2 separate regions of the Mus musculus genome follow, and region 1 is linked to region 2. A link is a contact called in public HiChIP or PLAC-seq data. All regions are on one chromosome and are shown on one strand. The core of a region is the stretch at or near the end of the contact, and the rest is flanking DNA. Distances in the headings are between cores, read along the strand shown. Region 1 has its middle 14 kb from the start of Ppm1a. Region 2 has its middle 16 kb from the start of Daam1.

Evidence for each region. HiChIP or PLAC-seq counts read pairs in DNA pulled down with a chosen protein or histone mark.
Region 1: a contact with region 2 is called in an H3K27ac HiChIP or PLAC-seq map of embryonic stem cells, with 8 times the contacts expected there. The contact joins two enhancer-like sites. A contact is called at or near these places in 3 of 39 promoter capture datasets (hematopoietic stem and progenitor cells, hippocampal neurons and pre-B cells), 1 of 484 Hi-C or Micro-C datasets (Sertoli cells) and 1 of 115 datasets of contacts at active chromatin or transcription factors (embryonic stem cells).

Annotation. Positions count from the first base shown.
Region 1 is chr12:72,743,825-72,750,127 of GRCm38.p6, forward strand. No RefSeq gene overlaps it. Among named protein-coding and RNA genes, the nearest start is that of Ppm1a, 14 kb to the right of the region's middle. Within about 2 kb of position 1,832, at least 29 of the 459 cell types and tissues checked have an H3K27ac peak or open chromatin away from gene starts, as enhancers often do. A contact at or near this core is called in embryonic stem cells, where this site is marked.
Region 2 is chr12:71,811,517-71,818,567 of GRCm38.p6, forward strand. No RefSeq gene overlaps it. Among named protein-coding and RNA genes, the nearest start is that of Daam1, 16 kb to the right of the region's middle. Within about 2 kb of position 2,540, at least 14 of the 459 cell types and tissues checked have an H3K27ac peak or open chromatin away from gene starts, as enhancers often do. A contact at or near this core is called in embryonic stem cells, where this site is marked.

The sequences.
Region 1 (6,303 bases), core at 582-3,081, 930 kb after region 2:
CAAGCCAGATTTTATATATGCAGGTTTATTGGGAAACCGCTCTCTGTGCGGGCAAGTTGGCTGGCCCCAAGGAAAGAGGCCAGGGAAGTTAACTGGGGAAGGAGACAGAGGACAGGTGGGGGCGGGGAGAGAAAGTCGGGGGAGGAGAAAAAGAGGTTTAGAGACCAAAATGTCTGGATTATATAGGAAAGAGTCTGTGGGGCAGAAGGGGAGCCCACCTCCTGGGTTGGGAAGGTCAGGGTGGAAGATTGGATAAACCAAGTACAGGCTGAGGGAAGCTGAGGAGGCCCAGAGGTCAGGTCTGCTTCAGTAAGTAAGATATGTGCTTCATTCAGCCCTCATCTCAGTCTGAAACCCAACAACCAACCAGGCATGCGTGGCGGCACAGCTCTGTAATGCTAGCACTTGGAAGGGGGAGCAAGAGGTTCAAGGGTCAAGCTCAGCTACAGAGTGATTTGAGGTCATAAACAAACATACAATATGGCATATGCAGGAAAAGTGGAAACCGTTATGTTAAAAACTGAATAAGCCAGACTGAAAAAGACAAGCGCCACATACTTTCTCTCATATGTGGAGGTTCTATATATAAATGTACGTATTATATATATATGTGTCTGCATTTATGTCTCTAGACTCTGGAGCTAGAAAAGGGATCATGAGAATGGGAGAAAGATGTTAAGGAAGGTGATGTGTGGGGTAATGAAGGACAGGGAAGAAGGAAGCTGGGCTGGGCTGTCTTGGGCTTGGAAAGGTGGCACCTGGGGCATGGGGAATAAAGGAGACCAAAGCATAAAGATGCAAAACCTCTGAAGGCTTGAGATGTTGTTCATTACGTTTAACAACAGAGACAGCGTGAGAGACAGGTACCTCTTAAAAGCAAGGTAGAAACAAAGAGCAACCTTGATGTTGCATAAAATAATACTCAAACGAAGGGAAAGAGGCTCGGCATGGCAACTCCTCTTGTAAAAAGTATGCACCAGAGCCTAAGCCAGGCTTGGGAGAACAAGGGGGCCAAAATGCCTTCCTTCTTTTATCCCTAAAGGAGATGGTATCTGAGTCTCCCTCCATTGAAGGAAGCGCCACTTCACGATCTGAGGTGATTGGCTAACGTAGCAAAAGGGAAGGGGAAGGAAATACAAGCCCTTGCCAGGCTTGCTACCTTTGATAAGGAAAACGGTTTCTCACCGTGAGCTTTATATTTCTATATAGCTGAGCTATAACAGGGCCCCTGTGAAAGGTCAAGTGTGAGTTCCTGTTTTAAGAGCTAATCTTTAGCGAAGTCATTACAAATGGAAATGTCTTATAAAAGTGAGAAAATCCTGTTTTGTAAGTCAATAGTGTGCTGGCCCGGGAAATTCTTTAGCAGATCCCAGCAGGTCCCGATGACTCAGGAAATCTCATAATCACATTTTTTTGGCCCAGTTTTTCTCAGGGAATACAGATGGTATCAGGGTCCCCCTTTCCGCTAGGCTTTATTTTCATGGGCTGTGTAAATGTTTTCCTCTGATGAAGAGTTCTGTGGATTACTAGAGTGGAAAGAGTGGATCGGAAAGGAGGAAGTGGCAAGATCAGTGGACAAATGAGAATCTCACTTGAGAAAACTCAAGATTTCCCCAGAGTTACCTTTAGTTACGTTAGGTTAGTTATCGTAACCTTTAGTTACGATACAGCCTCCAAAAGTTTGAATTAATGGCCTATGGTTATTTTGATCGTTTCCAAACACTAATTTTTGTAAATTGCAATTGTGTCATCTTTGTTAGGGACCAGCGGCCGAGGCGTCTATTAACATATCAAAGCAGCGACTGCTGGCTTCCGGGCTGCGGCACCTTCCTGAGCATCTCATCCTACTCCCTACCTTTCACTCCCAGGGGCGGTGCTTCCGCTTCTCGTCCTCCAGCCTGACACTGTATAAATTCAGCCATTTTGGTTGCCCTGCCCTCTTGGCTTCTCGGCCTGAACCACCTCTCTGGGTCAGCAGCCCTTCTCGCTCTCCCTCTACCTCCTCTCCTCTCTAAGGGTCTGGTTTAGTGGGCCAGCCATGTTTTCGCCTGGATCTTCCCTCTGCCTGCTTCCTCCTTTATATCTGCGATAAAAATCTTTATACTTCATACCTCCTGCTATTTCTGGAAGTTTTAAAATTCCAGTTAGTCTGCCCATTTTGGATCTTTGATTCTGTTACCTAGGACTTCTAATTTGGTGCAGGGAGGGGGGAAGAAAACTTGCTTGAGTTTTAAAATTTTCTTCATTTTTTTTTTTTTTTTTTAAGACTTGGAAATTGAGTTACTGTAACTACACAATGTAAAACCGGCTGGGTACCACCTCTTCCCCACTGTACCTCAAGTGTATCCTGTACATTTATGGAACCTGAGGGATTGTTCCCTTTTGTATATCTTCCTGACTAACCCAATTCAAGGAGGAAATACATTGTCTTAAAGCCATCGCACATCTTGGATAGACCTCCTGACATCTCTAACCAGTTAGACTGAAGTATCTCTTATCTTTGGTGTCTTTATGATCAGGCATTCAGAATCGATAATCTTTATCTACATCAAACAGGAGAAGAGAAAGGAAAAATGAAGGACTAAATATCAGGTATAGTGGGAGGGAAAAGCCAAATGCTATTGAAATGCTATTATCTGAAAACAAATGAAAGGGGTTTCAAACAGCTAGCTCAGAATAAACAAATGAGGTGAGACTTTTCTTTAAGAAATCCACATGTGGGCTGGAGAGAGGGCTCAGCGGTTATGAGCACGGACTGCTCTTCCAAAGGTCCTGAGTTCAAATCCCAGCAACCACATGGTGGCTCACAACCATCTGTAATGGGATCAATGCCCTCTTATGGAGTGACTGAAGATAGCTACAGTGTACTCACATATAATAAATAAAGAAGTCTTTAAAAGAGGGGAAAAAAAAGGATTAGCTTTAAAAAAAGAAAGAAAAGAAATCCACACACATTTCTTACTTTCTGAGCACCTCTTAACTCTCATGCTTAAGTCTGTATTAAAATATTGGTATTAAGCCCCAGCTCTTACTAAAAGGAATGAATGAACCAGTGGGCCATCAGTTGAGACAACAGGGGGGTCTGGGTCCTATAAAGAAGTCACTGATATTCACTTGAAAAGACAGTGTGTATGGCTGGACAGACAAGGCTTGCATTGGTACCTGGCACCAGTATGAGTAACTCTTCTAATGGGATGGGCTGTCCTCAGGGCCCACATTGGCACCACAGGTGATTCAAAACATGGTGATTCAGAGGTACTTTATTCAGAGCCAAATGGCTTAGGAAGCATTGCCCGAATTAATGTGCTCCAATGCAGAAGCAGTTGCTTGAACTTGCAAAAGAAAGAAACAAAAGAAAGACATGAATCAGGGGGACCTGAGAGATGGCTTGGTCAGCAATGCTTGCTGTGCAGGCAAGAGGACCTCAGTTCATATCCCCTGCACCTCCATAAAAAGACGAGTGAGGATTGCCAGGTGTGGTGCCCATGACTTAGTGCCAGCACTCAAGACGCAGATCTCTGAGTCCAGACCAACCTGCTCTATATATTGAGTTTCTAGGCCAACCTGGTCTACATATGGAGTTCCAAGCCAGCCAGGGATACATAGTGAGACCCTAAAAGGCTAGGTTAGTTTTCGTTTGTTTTAAAGGATGTGGCAATATGTTCCTGTAACTCTCCAAAGCCAGTGAGACAGACAGAAGAATCCCTGGGGCTCATTGCTAGTCAGCCTAGGTAAGCCCCATTCAATAAGAGCTCCTGTCTCAAAACAGTAAGGAGGAGAGCAACTGAAGAAGAGACCCAGTTTTTGACCTCTGGCTGCTACATACACAAAGGCACCCATGTATGTATATCAACATAAATAAGGAAAGACAAAAAGGAAGGAAGAGATGAAGGAAAAGAGAAAGACATTTACCAAATAACTCAATGAGGACATTGGAAAGGTGGGTTACAAGGATGGAGAGAAGGCTCAATGACTAAGAACACTTGCTACTCCTCCAGAGGACCCGAGTTCGATTCTTAGCACCTACATGGCAGCTCACAATTAACTTTAACTCCAGTTCCAGGAATCTTTTTGTTTTGTTTTGTTTATTTGTTTTATTTGTTTGTTTGTTTTTGGAGACAGGGTTTCTCTGTATAGCCCGTATAGCCCTGGCTATCCTGGAACTCACTTTGTAGACCAGGCTGGCCTCGAACTCAGAAATCCACCTGCCTCTGCCTCCCAAGTGCTGGGATTAAAGGCGTGCACCACCACGCCCGGCCCCTATTCACTTTATTTATTTTTTTTTTTAAAGACTTTTTATTTATGTATGTATATATATATTTATGTATATATGTAAGTACACTGTAGCTGTCTTCAGACACACCAGAAGAGGGAGTCAGATCTTGTTACGGATGGTTGTGAGCCACCATGTGGTTGCTGGGATTTGAACTCTGGACCTTCGGAAGAGCAGTCGGGTGCTCTTACCCACCGAGCCATCTCACCAGCCCCCCTATTCACTTTAAATCTTGATTTACTCTCTTGCTTTACAGAGTTGACAGGTGGCTTCTCGTTGCCATTTATAAAGCAGAAGTAACAACAACACTTACTTTGCATAGTTATTGGCACAATTAAGTAAATGATCCATAAAGATTCTTAAGTTCTGACAGGCAGGAAGTGGTCACGGGTTTGTACTGTCATGGTGTGCATGGTGTTTAGCCTAATTCATCTCAGATGTCAAGGACTGTGACTCACATGACCTCAAACCTTTCATAGAGGACTCGCTTTGTAGTCTTTTACTTGATATGAAATAGACAAAAGGATCTAAGATGTCATGGAACATCATGGCTTTTACTTTTGTTACATGGTGTGTGTGTGTGCATGGGTGCTTGTGTGGGGTGTGAGGGTGCGTGCATAGATCAGAGGACAACTTATGGAAACTGATTTTCTCCCTTCTACCTCATGGATCCCAACCATCAAACTCAGTTCTTCAGACTTGTCAACGGGGACCTTTGCCCGCTGAGCCACCATGCAGGTCACTTAGTGTGGCTTTTAAATACCTTTTCCTAACAGTGCCTTTGAGAAGCTCAGTGAAAGGCAAGAGAAGTTTTACAGCCTGTCTGGGGTGTGCGTTGCATGTATTTCAGTTTCAGGAGGAATGGATCTGTGATGATGGTCTGACCGCCCCCGAACCAGTGTTTATGGGTACATAATCCAGATATGACACATGACTCACCAGGCAGTATAAGTCACTGGGACTCTGTTGAGCCAAACTGAGCCAAAACTTTTCTTTTGGCATTGCATGCCCCAAGGACTCACACTGTTCCCTCTGGCCTTTCTAAGCTCTTGTGATTGACGACACAAAAGAGTGGTGTGTGTGTGTGTGTGTGTGTGTGTGTGTGTGTGTGTGTGTGTGTTGCCTACTTGGACAAAGATCAGTTCTTTTGCTGCCTTCCTGGCTGGTATAGAAGTAGTTTAAAGAAAAGTTCAGATTCCTATACTTTACTAAATATTCAAGAATTTGGAATTGGAAAAAAAAAAAAACAGCAATAGCATTGATGAGGCTAAAGCGTGATTTAAAAAAGGGCATTACAGTATATTTGTGTATCCTTTCCTATTTAATGGTGTTTGACCCATAGGCGCTTAGTCAGTGCTTGATTTAAACAAGAGATCATTCTTCCTAGAGTGAAATACTTATTAGTGACACTACCTGTTGTGTTGGCTGAGCTTAATCCAGGATTCCACAGAACAGCTCTACTGATTCTATTGTGAAATATATCTTGGCTGATTTTAATGACTAACTATAAAAGGTCTAATAATCATAGTTTTTACCCACATGGCGGAGGGCAATGTTTTGTATTGCTTTGCTTTGAAGCAGATGTTCTCTATTGCATCTCTGGCTGGCCTCAAACTCACCCTGTAGTCTATGTTGGCCTTGAACTTGAATCCTCTTGTCTCAGCCTCCTGATGCTGGAATTACAGGCCTGGCTGTAGAGTAAAATTTCATCACTAAATTGGATGAAGGCGACAAGGCACACACACATGACTGTTCTGTCCTGGGCTCCTCAGACTGTTACTGAGGTTTGTGCTTGAGGTTTGTTTTTTGTTTGTTTGTTTGCTTTGACATATTTCAACAACACATGCCAAGGCAACTTGCTTCCCATGGGTTAAAGCTTTTCCTTCCACAGGGTCTTGTGTGAGGACAGCTTCGGTATCATCCTCACTAGAGAGCATGAGATAGAAATTAACCGGCAAATAATTTTCTTCAGCCATCAGGTTTATATTGAGAGCAAATGTAAACGGTCTAAGTAGTGAGATTGTTGCAAG
Region 2 (7,051 bases), core at 1,290-3,789:
AAGAGAGGGTTCATTTGGCTTACACTTCAAGGTCATAGTACATCACAGAGTGACGTCATTGCAGGAACTTAACTAGGAACCTATGTTAGAAAACCTAAACGCAGAAGAACACCGCCAGCTTGGTGGCTCTCTCCCTAGTTACCCCGGGCTCATAGTCAGATTCTTTATTCAGCCCAGGAACACTATTTTACCACCCACAGTACAATGGGCTTTCCTACATTGGTCACCAACTAACTCAACTCACAGACATGCCCAGCGGCCAACAAGATAAAAACAATTATTTAACTGAGTTTTTTTTTTTTTTTTCAGGTGATTCTAGGCAGTGCGGGTGATGATAACCAGGGCAGCAGGTAAAAGCGCTTGCCCCTAAAACCTGATGATCAGAGTTTAATCTCTGAAACCCAAATCTTTAAAGAAGTTCCCAGGCCAGCCAGCCTGTTATTCACTGCAGATCAGATCGATCCCCTTGCCTCAGTGAGGTGTAAGGGGGCAGCCAGTCTGAAAAGTTGTCCTCTGACTTCCACAAGCACATGCCTACACACACACACACACACACACACACACACACACACACACACACACAATTTAAAAAACGAATAGAGGCAGACATTTTTTTAAGCTTACGGTAAAGTTTGAGGTTAAAGTTTAAGAACGGCAGTTATATTAATGGATCATTAAGATAGTGAGGATTTCTGGGTTTATGGGTAAGTTTTTGCTTAGCTGTATTTTCTAACTTATCGAAGAAGAAGAAGAAGAAGAAGAAGAAGAAGAAGAAGAAGAAGAAGAAGAAGAAGAAGAAGCCTTACCAATTAAAAATAAAGTTAATGAATAACAACAAAAAACCCTAAAACCTTGAGTGTGTGTAGACAAGAAAGGTCAGTAGCAAATTGCTCCTCTTGTGGTGCTCAGTGTTTCCATTTAGCGCCCACACTGCTCTCATTCTATAAACACGTGTCCAGAAAACCTTCCCACAAACAGACACTCCGGATTTCACGTTGTCCAGGCAAACCCTCTACCGAGCCAAAGAAACCGAACCCAAGCTCGTGGTAAAATGCAAGGCTAGGCACAAAGCAATGAGTTCAAGGTCTGGGAACCTGGGTTCCAGCCCTCACCAGTGTTTCTGAACTGTAAGGGGGGGGGGCGGGGGAAGGGCACCCGGCTCAGAAGCGGCAGACGAGCTTGTTAAAAATAAACTTCCATATCGGGTGTGGTGGCACAAACTTTTCATCCCACCACTCAGGAGCCAGAGGCAGACGGAGCTCTGTGAGCTCAAGGGCAGACTCATCAGTACGGGAATCCCAGGCCGGCCTGAGCTATACAGTGAGACCCTTTCTTTAAAAAATTAATAATAATAACACTGCCGCCGCCGCGGCTAATGAGGATGAGGATGGTGATGACGACGATGATAAGAGAAAGAGGAAGAAGAAAGAGGAGGAGAGGAAGAGGAGAAAAAGGAGGAAGAAGAGAAGGAGGAAGAGGAGGAGAAGGAGAAAGAGGAGGAGAAGGAGGAAGAGGAGGAGAAGGAGGAAGAGGAGACAAATCTGTTCTTCCTATGGTCATGGCAGCGCAACACCTGTAAGCCTAGCACTTGAGAAGGTAGAAAGATGTAAGTTTAAGGGTGCCAGTGTTACACAGAACGCACAATGTCCAGTTAGGTTTCTACTGCTGTGACAGAGACTATAACCAAACCAAACCAAACCAAACCAAACCAAACCAAACCAAACCAAACCAAAAACCAATTGTGGAGGAAAAAGGTTTTTTTTCACTTCACAGCTAGCCATCACTGAGGGACATAGGGCAGGAACTCAAAGCAGGAGCCTGGAGGCTGGACCTGACGCAGAGGCCATGGAGGGATGCTGCTTTCTGGCTCATGATCACCTGCCCTGGTGCCCAGTGGCACTGCTCGCAGTGATCTGGCCCCTCCCACATCAGTCGTTAACCAAGAAAATGCCTACCAAGCTCGCCAATCGGATGTTTCCTCTTCCTAGATGCGTCTAACGTTAATTTTACAACAAACAAACAGACGAACAGGACATGCATGTTCAAGATGGCATGATCTACATAACATGATCCTGTCTCAGGAAAAAAATATAAATAATTAATTAATTAATTTTGAAAACTGCCCCCGCTCTGGGCACCCTCATAGATCCCTTTGCATACTGAAATGTGAAAACCTTTGCCAGAGACTGGTCAGATCGCTGAGATTTTTCAGTTTTCAGTCAGTTCCTCATGAAAGTGCCAATCCTGGCCGACTGCAGAGTGTGGTGCCTGTGAGTCGGCTTTGAAAAAGTCCAAACACCAGAGAGATGGAATCCATTGTTCTCACTTCCACTCTCAAGGAAGAGCCGGGGCCCTTTAAAGGAGACCAGAGGCAGAAGGAAATGCTTCCGAGGGGCATTATTTCAGGTAGTCCCAGATAAGAAAGGTGGCGTGGGCTGAAGGATGAATTCCTTTCAATCCAAACTACAGAGGACACAGCGCAAACAGCCAGGCCCAGGCCTCGCAAGGACAGCAGAGCTGTTTGCCAGAACATAAATCAAATTCCCCAGAATGCAAAGAATGCTTCAGATCCATCACAAAGAAAGCCTGCTTTTGACAAAGGACTTCTCTCAGGTCCCTAAATTCCTCAGATGATACAAGGGTTCCCTGATCATCCTTGGAAATCCCAAACCTTTCTAAATGTAAAGAAACTGTTCCCTTCCTGTCTGTTCCAGGTTTCTGGCCATGGCAGGTGGAAATGGAGCAAGGAAGTGAAATACCACAAATCTCCATTAAGTTTGAGTTGTAGGACACAGAGTCCCCTCTGGGTTGACAGTTCTAGGTTAGCCGTGTTTCCCGTGGGAATACTGGCCCCACAGAGTTTATTGATCTACCTTAAGTAAGGTTAGTCTGGACTGAGACATGGGGTATGTGTAAAATATATACTGATTTTGAAGACTTTACAAACTATCTAGTGACTAATTCTTAAATTGTATTTTAAAATAATATCGTGTGTATGGTTAATCAAGATATATTAAAGTTGATTTCTCCTGTATGTACTTTTTCAAATTAAATTATTAGCTTACTTTAATTATATCTATTTTAAGGCAAAATCAGTTTAATAAAATCACAGACCTGTTTTCTAGATATTTGCTGAGGCTAGAGAAATAAGTTGCAATATTAGCTTTTAGGCTATTATTTCTTTCTATTTTATGGCCATGAGTGCTTTTCCTGTGTCTCTATAAGAGTATGAATCTACCCAATACCAGTGGTGCCTAGAAGAGGATGTTGGATCCCCTGGACCTGGAGTTACAGACAGTCTGAGCTGGTACATGGGTCCTGAGAACTGAACTTAAAAACTCCACAGGAGTAGCCGATACTCTTAACTGCTGAGCCATCTCTCTAGCCCCAACCTCAGCTAAAAGCAAACAAACAAAAAACAAAAAACAAAAAAACAAAAAAAAACTTTTAATTTATAAGCACATAAACATTTTACACATTAATGGGCTACCCCATAATGTTCCCTGTATGTATAGGCTATGTGGTATCTCCTCGAATACATATTACCACTTGTCTTTTAAAAATGTTCCTGGGCTGGTGAGATGGCTTAGTGGGTAAGAGCACCCGACTGCTCTTCCGAAGGTCCAGAGTTCAAGTCCCAGCAAACACATGGTGGCTCACAACCATCTGTAACAAGATCTGACTCCCTCTTCTGGTGTGTCTGAAGACAGCTACAATGTACTTACATATAATAATAAATAAATATATTTTTTAAGTTCCTTATTTTAATCTTTATTGTGTTCATGATGTGTGTATGGAGTGGGTACATTAGAGGACAGTTTTGTAGACTTGGTTCTCTCCTTCCACCTCTCCCTGGGTTCTGGAGATTAAACCCAGGTTGTCAGTCTTGTTTGACAAGTTCTTTGCCCTCTGAGCCATCTCTCCAGCCTCTACATAATTTCTTTACGGTGAACATCCTTTCCTCTGGCCTTTTGTGACTCACAGCACATAACTGTCTGTCAGCACTCTGCTGTGGTGTACCAGAGCTCCTTGCTCCTAACCTCAGCCTAGTGTCTGCTATCCAACCATTTTCCCATTCACTGCCTTTGCTCGGGTTTAGATGTGGCTACTCAGAAGTCTTGAAGCAGGCAGGCATCGGCTTATCTTACACTTCTACCTGACAGTCACGTTCTAACGAGTGAAGTGTAAGCAGGTGCCACCAAGCAACAAGCCATTGTCTTTCCATCTATTTTAAACAGGACAGTTTCCATTTTCAAAATACTTCTCTCTCTAACCTTCACTGAAGTGGCTAAGAGATTTCTCTGTTGACATTGCCTGTGGTGTGATGAGAGATCTCCTCTTATTTTGATCTTTATAACCTCTCAGTCCCTCAAGGTCAGGAGTATGTTTGATTCTCTGATTTGCATGGCTGTTTGCCCCACTATGGAGCATGAAGGTCTAGTTTCCTTCAAAAATGATTCATTGTATTTATCATCAATGCCAGCTGCCTTCTGCTGGCCACATCAGGTGGCTTCTCATCAGTCTTTGTGTGCTTTCATTATTGTCACATCTGTAGACAGACTATGCTCACTAATTGACAACCACATTACGAAAGAATAAAGGGGGACCCAGGGAAGACAATAGAGTTCTGACCATCACTGGCCAATACAGCTAAAGGAAATTCAGTATCAAAAATACTCCATTTTGCCGAAAACTTGAAGTGAGTGTATTTCCTTAAAGAAAGGGGAACAATGAAATTAGAATCATAAATAGAATATATAGAATATTCAATATTCACCACAGGAAGACCTTGGTCTATGAAGAGAAATCTTGGAAGGAAGAATTTTAGATGTGAATGTAAATTTTGTTTTCTTTAGATTAGGTCTTATGGAGCTCAAACATAGCCTCAAGCTTGCTAGGCAGCTAGGGATGACTTAAAGCTTGTGGGTCTCCTGCCTCTTCCTCTTGAGTGCTGGGATGACAGACTTGCATCACCAGACCTGTGTTATGCAGTACTGGGGATGGGACTCCGCCTTCACGCATGCTAAATGTCTTAATTAAGGTTTCAATGACTGTGGAGAGACACCATGACCAAAGCAACTTTTATAAAGGAAAACATAGAGCTGGGGCTGGCTTACAGTTTCAGAGGTTCAGATCATTATCATCATGGCAGGAAGCATGACTTTGGGCAGGCAGACTTGGTGCTAGAGGAGGTAAGAGTTCTACATCTTGATCAGAAGGCAGCCTGGAGGAGACTGGATTCCTTCCACACTGGGCAGAGCTTGAGCATAGGAGAACCTAAAACCTACCTCTGCAGTGACATACTTCCTTCAGCAAGGCTACACCTTCTCCAACAAGGTCACACCTCCTAATAGTGCCACTCCTATGGGCCAAGCATTCAAACACATAAATCTATGGGGCCAAACCTATTCAAACTACCACACTAGACAAGCACTCTGCCAATTGAGCTATGTCCCCAGCTCTTGAATGTGGATTGTCAAGCCCAGTAAGACATGTTCTGAACTAGGCAGTGCTAGAACCTGTTATTACTCTTTTTATGTTTGACTACAAATTGAATTCTTCTTACTTGATGATCAGTAGGTCAAGCATGCATGCATACTTCTGTAACCTACCTCCAGCTTTTGTATGTACACACCCAATTTGTCTTAAGCCATCCTCTGTGGCCGTAAGCTTTCCAGCTCCTACAAGATCTCTTTGTGGGGAATATGGAGATTTTAAAGTGTAAGCCTGAAAGGCTTATGAGATTATAATATTTAATTTTGAAATATTTCTTCTGTGGTTGCTTGTACCAGTAAGCTATTATCAAAACAAGGATTAGCTAAAATCCGGCTTTTGCCTGTTATAGAAAATCTGTAGGTCAAAGGGAGGAATTTGTTAAAAAAAAAAATCGCAAACACATTTTGAAGGATTAAGCAAGTCTCTAAAAGTATGCCTCTGTGGGACACCCTTCACTCCCCCCCAAAGTCCTTTGTGGGCTTTATTTAATTTCTATAAAGAAACACAATAAAAAGCTGAACACCATAGTATAATGTTCTGGGAAATCACAATATTTCATTTACAATGCTCAGCAAAACCTTACCACATTTCATTACAAAAAAGCATTTAGAACTTTAACAGCTGGGTGAGAGAGGCACATTTCTATAACCCTGGGACTTGGGATACCAAGACCAGAGCAGATCCTCAAGTTCTAGGCCAGCCTGGGCTACACAGTGGGATCCTTTTTTTTTTTTTTTTTTTTTTTTTTTTTATGGTGAAGAAGAAGAAGAAGAAGAAGAAGAAGAAGAAGAAGAAGAAGAAGAAGAAGAAGAAGAAGAAAAGAGAAAAGAGAAGAGGAGGAGGAGGAAGGGGAAGGGGAAGAGGAGGAAGAGGAAGAGGAAGCAGAAGCAGCAGCTTAGGTCTGAACAGATGGATCAGTAGTCCTTACGAGTACTTGTTGCAGAGAACCCATGAAGAATATCTAATCTAGAAAACACAAACACACACACACACATATGCATGCACAACAGATATGTAAATTACATGCATATTGAGGCTCAGTGGTTAAGAGCCCTTGTTCTTGAAGAGGACTAGGTTTCTATTCCCAGGAAACACATAGAGGTTTACAATCATTAACTCTAGTTCTAGGGGACCCAACACCCTTATTGTGACCTCCCATAGGCAGCAGACACACATGTGGTATACATACATACTTGTAGGCAAAACACTGATGCATGTTAGAATTAAGTTTTTAACACATAGCAACAAAGGAAAACAACAAGGCTCAACAGGTAAAGCTGCATACAGAGCAGTAGCAAGCTGGGCACCTGAGTTCAATCTCCACAAAGAAGGTGGAAGGAGAGAACCAACTTCACAAACTGATACTCTGACTGCCATTATATGCATGCCCTGTGCTCACATCACACTGTCACACACACACACACACATACACACACTTACATCACTCACACACACACACATGCTCATGCACACACGTTTGTGTATATACAGGGACACAGACACAATATTAAACAAATTAAATCAGTAGTAAACACTGACGTTGCATGGAAAAGTG